2 separate regions of the Mus musculus genome follow, and region 2 is linked to region 1. A link is a contact called in public HiCAR-type data. All regions are on one chromosome and are shown on one strand. The core of a region is the stretch at or near the end of the contact, and the rest is flanking DNA. Distances in the headings are between cores, read along the strand shown. Region 1 holds the start of Ints13 (integrator complex subunit 13). Region 2 holds the start of Resf1 (retroelement silencing factor 1).

Region 1 (4,479 bases), core at 1,347-3,846:
AAATGGTGACATATGACAGCTGTATTTTTAAATGTCAGGAGTTTAAATTGTTACTGCTCGGGTGGGTACCTCTAGTGTTTGTAAATACAAAGGTAATATATTAACTGGCACATGAAAATAGCAAAATAAAAATGTGTTTCAAGTCATTCAGAGAAATACTTTAAGAGATCAAGAATGTATATAGTCAAATATGGTGGTACATACTTTTAATCTCAGCACTAGGGAGGCAGAGCCAGGTGATTATCTGTGAACTTAAGGCCAGCCTGGTCTATCAAGTGAGTTCTAGGACAGTCAAGTCTACGTACAGATTCCAACAACAACTCATAAACAAACATAAAGAATGTATATAAAGAACACATAAAAATGAGTATCTTGTAAAGACATATAAACTATTTGAAATTACAGAAAGTTTCTATTCTTCCTGAAAATTAATGTACTTGGAGCTTGAGGAAGAAAAGCAGTTCTTTTTTTGTTTGTGTTTTGTTTTGTTTTTGTTTTTTGAGACAGGGTTTCTCTGTGTAGCCCTGGCTGTCCTGGAACTCACTCTGTAGACCAGGCTGTCCTCGAACCCAGAAATCTACCTGCCTCTGTCTCCCAAGTGCTGGGATTAAAGGCATGTGCCACCACCGCCTGGCTGAAAAGCAGTTCTTAAAGTTGAAAGGAACACAATTTGAGAGAAAGAGCACATTGAATGAAGACCAATTTATATGCTCCTTAAAATCGTGGCTATGCTGTGTGTGTGTTCAAATTAACAATCCAAAAAAGGACTAACCTAACCCAAACCAGTTATTTCTAACATATGGCCAAGAGTCGGTAAAATTTTTCTTATGCTGAGCACTATCAAAAACATTTGCATCACATAAAATCCTAGTTGTCAAACATGATACTAACATAGAGTCATTTGAATACATAGGGTGTGTGCATGCATGTGCTTTTGATATTATATACAATCTCCAACCACTAACAACAAAAGTACAATTACATAAGTGTTAGGAGTACATGACTGCTCATGTTCAAAGCAGGTAAGTAAAGGCTTTTACCCTAAAAAAAGTTCCTTTAGGTTCTAATATTCTGACTTCTAAGAGACAGAATTTTTATATCAAATTCTTTAGAATGACATTATAAATAAATATATATATGTGCGTGTATGTGTATATATATATATATATATATATTGCTTGCTCTGTGCCAACACTGAGATAGCATTTGTTTTAAACATGAATAAGACATGATTCCAGACTCAAGTTCAAGCTGGCAGGAGAGACAGGTAATTGAACAAATAATACATCCTAATGAATACTGCAAAACTATGTCAAGAGCTATCCGAGTTCATTGTACTGTCAATGTCACCGGAGGGAGTCTAAAAAGAATCATCTATGAATTGGGTTTTGATAGATGATAAGACAGAAGGAAAAGCAAGCATTCTAGCAGACTATATGGACTCACATGGCACAGTGTTTGGAAAGGAATTAGGGGTGGCAATAAGATGACACTGAAAAGGTAAAATATGATGAGATAGGATGGTAAAAAACCCTGATGAATCGATATGCTTAAATTAGAACTTGAAAAAGTTTCAGGCGAATACATGTCACAGTAAGTATGGAAGGCTGAGGCGGGGACACCGGTTTGGGGTGGAGGAAGGGCAACTGTAACAGTCACAGTGAAAGAAGCAAAAAAACCTGGTGCAGTGTGAGTGGAATACAGAACGTAGGCAGTTCTGAGGTCCGTGTTCTGGAAAGGAGGACGGGAAGAAAAGAGAGTCCTCACTCTTGAGGAGCAGACACAGATGCTGGTAGCAATATAAAAAGCATGTGTCTTTCAAAGAAAACCTTAGAATGGGATAAAGAAAGAATGCGTGCAGACCACACACACCAATAAGCATCCTGTCCACACACATCACTCTGAAAGCAGAGAACTGCACTGTTCTTGAAAATGGTGGAATGCACACACTTGGAGCTTCTGAAACATTTGTCTGGAGAAAACCAGTTTTTCAACTTGAAACCGAATTTGGAAGGCCGCTGAGGGACTCAAACGATCCCAGCAGCTCCCTCAGGACCGTGGCTAAGTCCCAGGCGCAAACGCGGTCAAGTGTGCTGAGGTAAACTCAACAGTGACAAGTCCCTCAGGCCACCGCCCACGGAGCTCCCGAGTGGCAGGAAGGGGAACCCGGAAGGGGTGTCCCGCGGCGTGCAGGCCCAGGGTTTTCAGGGAACTTTCCGTACCTCAGTTCCCGGCAGGACCTCAGGGAGAGCACGGAGAGAGGAAGCCCGGCTCAGAGGCTCGCCCACGCGTGTAGTTATTCCACTGCGCTTCAGTCCCCCTGGGGCGACGACCACCCGCGAGGTGGAGTGCCCACGGAGTGGTCTCCGCGCCCTCGCTGCGCCTGCTCAGCGAGCGGACGCACAGTCCTGCTCACACAGCGGCGGGACGTACGGGAAACCCACTCGTCTCGGCCCCATCCCGGGCGGACCAGAACCTCCGCGACCCGCAGCCGCTGAGCGACAAGCCTCGCGAGACTTCCCTCTGCTGGTTCCCGAAGGCCCCACCCCCGGTAAACGGCTGGCCGTTGATTGGAGAACGGGGAGGGGGCGGGGCTTCTCTCCTCGCCCCCCTCTCAAGGTTTTGCTCTGCCGCTCGCACACTCTCGCGTGTTTTCCGAGGGGCTACCGGCCCGGACTGGAGGCGGAGAGGGGAGGTTGGGTGGGTAGGCTCTGCCTGTCCAGAGCCGAGGCTGGCTTGTCCCGGCCGTGGCTTAGTACTTTGTGGGGGGATCTCTCGGGTCGTCCTGACCGTTCTTCCCTACGGTTGATTGGGAACAAATGTTAAAGGCTTTTTTTTTCCCCTCACTTGCTCCGCCCTCTTCCGGTTCGGCCTCTGGTGGCTTCTAAGGAGAAGGGAAGATGGCGGGGCTGTGCGAGAGCGCCGTGCGCACGCGCGAGTCCGAGTGCGCTCTTGTGCTTGCACGCGCATGCGCGCGCCCCTGCGTTTAAGCAGCCGGAGTGTTGGGAGATGAGCCGGGCAGTCAGTCTTCTGCGGGTTGTACCAGACCGACTGTGCGCCGACTCCCCACCCACCCTCGTCCGCCTTCTCTCTCAGCCTCCGTTCATTCACTGCAGGACCAGGCACGAAAGTAAGCGAACCTCGATGCCGAGGTCTTCCCCATCCACTCACCTCGTTCGCCGCCCCCCACCCCCCTTGCAGTCAGGTGTGTGCAGAAGGTTTGCAGACAGGGACTTTGGCGGGGAGGGGCGGTGCGTTCCAGAGCAGCAGGAGGTAATAGCGGGACCCTAAGGTGGTTTGTTACCTTGAACACTTGCTGTTTCCCAGGTGCTTTAGAATGTAGGTTTAAAAAAAAAATTTTTTTTTTTTTGGTCTGTAAAATTTTAGGAGCGAAGCAGGGCAGTGCACCACATGTTCTGTGTTTATAAGAAAAAGTTTTAGAAGTGTTTTCTCTTCGCCAGCATGGGATAGCATCTGCTTGTTGTGGTCTACGTGGTGAATTACTGTAGTGTATTGCAAGTGGAGGGAGAGGATGAGTTTGAAGCCATAGAAAGACGCAATATGCAGTTACCGTAGGAGATGTGTGTCTATTTTGGGTTGTACTTTTGCTGTCAGTCTTTTCCTGTTGATTTCCCTTAGCCCCTAACAAGGATCACCATAAATACATTTGAGGAATTAGATCTGTGATTTGTAGGCATAAGAATCAAATACAATGTGCACAGATGTTTTCTTCTATTTTAAGTGCTTTGTAAAAGAAAAAAAGAAGTATGAACTAACTTCATTTGGTAGATAGACTGCATGGTATGATGTGGCATATTCTTTGAACTGGCACCATTACTTTGGCCTTTTTTGCACAAAATTCTCAGAACTTAGGATCCGTATCAAATCTTGAAAACACACTTAAGTGAGAAATCATTTATGATAAATGTTATGTGTCATCGTTTTGACTAGTTTGTTTATCCTTTTACAGGTTAAAACAAAATGAAGATTTTTTCTGAATCTCATAAAACAGTGTTTGTTGTGGATCACTGCCCATACATGGCAGAATCCTGTAGGCAGCATGTGGAGTTTGATATGCTGGTGAAGAACAGGACCCAAGGCATCATCCCTTTGGCTCCCATCTCCAAATCCTTGTGGACTTGCTCAGTAGAATCTTCCATGGAATATTGTAGAATAATGTATGACATATTTCCTTTCAAAAAGCTGGTGAGTGTTATGAACACAATTGTGATGGGATGATGTACTTAATTAACTGTGTCTATAATTATTATGTGAATTTACTGTAGATTTATAACTGTATAGTTCAAATGTATGTAGAGCTGCCCTTTATGATTAGTGCAGTGTTGGTATTTAGTTGCAGACAGCAGTAATGATGGCGCTGAGCACTTACAAGATCCAGGTGTATCCCAAAGTACTGTATACCTACTGGCCTCTCCAACAGTCCAGTGAAGTATGTACTATCTATACATGTTAGGCCAT
Region 2 (4,644 bases), core at 1,130-3,629, 2.7 Mb before region 1:
CTGAAGACAGCTACAGTGTACTTATATATAACTAAGTCTTTAAAAAAAAAAAAAAGAGTATCTAAGAGGTTGGTTGACTGGCTGGTTTTGTTTGGGAATGATTTTTTAGACAGGGTCACAATATGTAGACTAGGCTGGCCTGGAACTAAGAGATTTGCCTGTCTCTGCTTCCCCCTTGTAACTTACCACAGTTCCATAATGTAGGTACTACTGTTATCCCATTTACAGATGAGAAGCTAAGCAGGAAAGTAAAATTCTTCTGAGATTTTACAGTAAGTGGTAGACCCAAGTTGGAGGGGTCAAGCAAGACCTGAATCCAAGTAACATAACTGTATGTAAGGAACAAGATAAGGAAACAATACAATGGATGAATGTAACCATGGAAACCAAACCTAGAGTGAGTTGCGGTGGCCAGACAGGAGTATTTAAGCTACACTTAACCAATAATAATTAAAGCATTCACACATTACTCCATTGGAAGTTCACCTTACTTCAACTTTATCATACTCATGCACACACTCTAGGCTTGGTTTCCATGGCTACATTCATCCATGGTATCATTTCTTTATCTTGTTCCTTACACTGTAGGAACCATAGCCCTCGTAGGCAGAAAAGGCTTTCTAACAGGTTTTATGGTCATGGACTGGAACCCTAGAGATCACTAAGTATAAGTGCTTAAAGACATGACTCAATAGTTGTGGCCCTAAAAGTGGTCCCAGCACTAACATGTGGCTATAACTGCCTGTAACTCCAGTTCTAGAGGATCCAGGCCTTCTTCTGAGCTCTACACACCAAGCACACAAAACTACACTTACATGTGGGCAAAACACTTACGCACATAAATTAAAACAAGTTAAAAATAAATAAGAAACAGTCCCTGGTACTACATTCCCACCAAAAATAAGAGCTAGCCTCTGCCTAGGTAACTTTAATTCACCAGCTACCATAATCTTTTCCAGGGTAGCAATCTGGCTGAGTTCTATCTCGAACACTGCCAAAATTCAAAACAAAACAAAAAATGCAAAAATCATCTCTCCTCTATCTCATGAAGGCAAAAAATAAAATTGTTAAGTACCATACCAACAACATTATTTCTTAAGCTTTGCCATCAAATCTACTGTGTCCCATTGGATCTGTGACAGTTTTGTTTGGTGATAGTTTTTTGAGTCTTTCACTATGCAGTCCTAGCTAAACTGAAATTTGGTATGTAGATTAGGCTAGCCTTTAACTCAAAGATCTGTCTGACTTGGTCTCCCAAATGCAAAAATTGAAGGCAAGCACATGCTAGGCAAGTTCTGTAGGTTTAACTAGTGTTGATTCAATGATACTCTTTATTCTAAAATAAGTTAGTCCACGGTACAATGCAAATAGTCATCCAGTAGAACCAGGATAGGCTTTATAAAAGGCAAACTTACCTGTAAATACAATTTTACCTTTTAATCTCTTCCACAAGGTATTCACGCCTCTAATTCTATGAAAATCAAGAAACAAGAAAGCAAGAGTTAAGGTCTAGTACATTTCCCTTACAGTGTCATTGAGACCATACTAAGTTTACTGAATTTATTTCAATTGTGCTAAAAACAAAACTACTGAATTAGGCTACTCTCAAAATATTCCCTGCCACTAGAATTCAAGCGGGCTTCTCCAAGTCCACTACTGCCCTTTAATACCAAAGCAAAAATACTTCTTTAGTAATTTTAGTGGACTGATAAAAGAGAACCTGATGGGGGCTGAGTGGAGCAATAACTAAGACCTTAGTATATCTGAATGGTAACAAGAAACAAACTTAAGATTCCCCTTAACTGTAACACACCCAGCAGACAATTTAAATCCCCACGCAAGTTCTGTAGTTGGCCTACTGAAATGCAAGCCAGCTCACCCACTTTACCTGTTTTTCCATTTTTCTAGGAAGGCACTCTTAAGTACCACAAATGCAAACAGATTCCAAGATGCTGCGGGCCGCGGCGCTCACACAGGCCTGGGCGCTCGAAGGCGGAGCGCAAGGCAATTCCGCTGGGTCGCAGGGGGGCCAAGGAGCGGAAGACCGAGACAGAAAGAAACCGAAAAACAAAACAAAGCTCTGCTTCTCCTTCCGAAACCGGAAGGGACGCTTAGCTGCAACAAGCCCGCCTGCTTCTCGGGCCAACAACCTCAGACCGCGCCCGCCCGGCGCGCAGCGACCCCGCGGTACAGCGAGGACCCGGGCGGCGCCCCTCCGCCGGGACAGAGGTGGCGAAAACCCAGCCCCGAGCCCAGGGGGCCGAACAAAAGCCCGATCCGAAGCAGACCTGCCGCCCGGCGGGTGCTTACACGCCAATAGCAAGGGACGAGGCCTCTGCCAAGCGCAGAGCGCGCAGAGGTTTGGTGGCAGCCTTCGTTGGGGCGGGTCCAGCTGGGTCCCCACTCCGCCCCCGAGCGCTTGCACCAGGGCCGCGGTCCTAGTGCCGGGCAGGTGTGCCTTCTACAGTCTGAGGGGAGAAAAAAGCTCAGCCTTGCACCTAGAATTTATATGAGAATCACCTGAGGGTGTAAGACCCCCAGGCCTTACAATCATATTATGATGGGTCAGCAAATCAGCAGAATATTTTTAAACTCATTGGTCAGCTACCAATGTCGCGGGGGAATTCTGGCAGCAAGGTCAGAGCAATTTGTGGTTTTTCTTGGAATTTAGTGCGAGGCGGGACAGGAGAACTGTTATTATTTGTTATAGTTATTTCTCCGAGAACTGCTAATCTTGTTTTCGCAGCTTTAGACTTGGTCTGGTCATTTTGACTGCTAAAACTATATTTCTACAAGGGCTTCTGGAGTGAAACGTCAAGGGCCAGTGGAAATATATTGTTGGGGTTCAGGAATCGCCACACAAACTGAAAAGAGTGAATTGGCCTGATGGAATTGGGCTCCTGAGTGCAGGAATTTGTTCAATAAATGCTGTTTGCTGTTGCATAGTATTTGAGTCTGGGATATCATTCTTCAGAGATTCATGTTCATATACTAACAAAAGTATATGAACAGTGATCCAGTTAAGCAACTTACTGAACACTTACCCTATTAATAAACCTTCAGGACTGCAAAAAGAACTCAGAAACATAATTATATTCCTAGTCTGCTCTCAGGGTAGGCTTTTTATAGGGAAAATAACAAAACATTTAATGGGCAAGAAGGGAAGCAGTAGGCTTACTAGGCAAAGTATTATCAGCTAACTTTTAAGCTGATTGGTCCTAGGTAAGGAATGGAGGTGTAAGACCTCCGAGGCTTTACCCTGGGTGCGCAAGCCCAAAAACACAACTTGACAACAGATCGCTGCAATGGCAAGAGGTTTATTGTTCTGACACGTCGCAGGGAGGGTCAACCCCAGAGCTCAGAAAGCATAGTTCCTTTATACATTTTGTGGAGGGTTGGACAGCCATATTATGATGGGTCAGCAAAGCAGCAGTATATTTTAAAACTCATTGGTCAGCTACTAATGTTTCAGGGAATTCTGGCAAGAAGGTCAGTTTGTGTTTTTTCTCGGAATTTAGTGCGAGGTGGGGCAGGAGACTTTTTCCGAGAACTGTTATTTTTCTGAGAACTGCTAATCTTGTTTTGGCAGCTGTAGACTTGGTCGGTTCATTTTGACCCCTAAAACTATGATTTCTACAGAGGGTGGTACATGGGTGGTGAACATGAAGGACCCTAAGGGCTTTTGCCAGTCTTACACTCCCTCTCCCCACTTCTGCTTCTCCCTCCCACCTGAGGTCAAGACCAAGTCAAATTCCATTCTCCACCCACAGGAACTTTCTTGAGTAAACAATTCTCAGAAAAACCACAGAATGTACTGACTGATAGTCACCTGACCCTCTGGAAAGTCCCAGATAGAGTTCAAATGCACGTCATGATCTACCCATGCTTTCTAGCCAATAGATTTAAAGGTCAATATGGTTAGCCAATAAGTTTGAACTGTAACCTTTCTGATGTAACCTGTGCCCTTAAAAAGTATAAAAACTGCAGTAGCTGTTCAGAGTCACCTTCTAGTCACTCTCCTTGAGAGACTAATTGAAGGTCGATCCCATCGCACCAGAAAATAAACCTCTTGCTTTTTGCATCTATCTGTCTCAGTGTTGGAGTTGTCTTGAAGTAAGTATCACTGACCGAGGGTGGGGGTCTTACAAACGGGTGAAATTTGAGATAACATGAGTATTATAATCATAACTTTTTGGATTATTAGTAGCATTCTTCAATGTCAGCCACAAAAACCACAGTGAGCTCAAACTCAGGTGCACGAAGGTGCACTGCTTGGTGATCATCTCTGACAAGCCATTTTAGACATGACAATCCATATTGACCTTTGATTTAACAGGTCCTACCTAAAGTTTTGTGGAATTTCTTAAGATTAACAAACATAACAGGATGTGTGCTCAGCATGACCTTTCTCTGAGTCAAGTTATTTTTTTGTGTTAATGACTGGCAGGAATATTATTAGCAACAATATGAAATCGCTGATAGGCATGGAAAAAAAAGGGCTACAGCTAGTGGGGGCAGGCTTCAACAAAGATAAGCTGTTGATGACCTCATTATCAATCTGCAAATGAAATGGCAAAATGTTCTACAAAGTACTTGAAAGAAAAACGCACCCTCTGCTGGGTTTAGTGGCATACACCTTTAATC

Evidence for each region. HiCAR-type assays count read pairs that join an accessible place to other places.
Region 2: a HiCAR-type map of astrocytes shows a contact between it and region 1, with 3 times the contacts expected there. The contact joins the promoter of Resf1 here to the promoter of Ints13 in region 1. A contact is called at or near these places in 1 of 39 promoter capture datasets (pre-B cells) and 1 of 115 datasets of contacts at active chromatin or transcription factors (astrocytes).

The regions. Positions count from the first base shown.
Region 1 is chr6:146,575,952-146,580,430 of GRCm38.p6, reverse strand. It overlaps Ints13 (integrator complex subunit 13), which reads left to right and starts at 2,596. Exons shown (of 18, transcript NM_138757.2): 1 at 2,596-3,130; 2 at 3,971-4,206. The coding sequence starts at 3,982. It overlaps Fgfr1op2 (FGFR1 oncogene partner 2), which reads right to left and starts at 2,520. Exons shown (of 7, transcript NM_026218.2): 1 at 2,223-2,520.
Region 2 is chr6:149,307,149-149,311,792 of GRCm38.p6, reverse strand. Resf1 (retroelement silencing factor 1) reads right to left here and starts at 2,379. Exons shown (of 5, transcript NM_026054.3): 1 at 1,889-2,379; 2 at 1,416-1,471.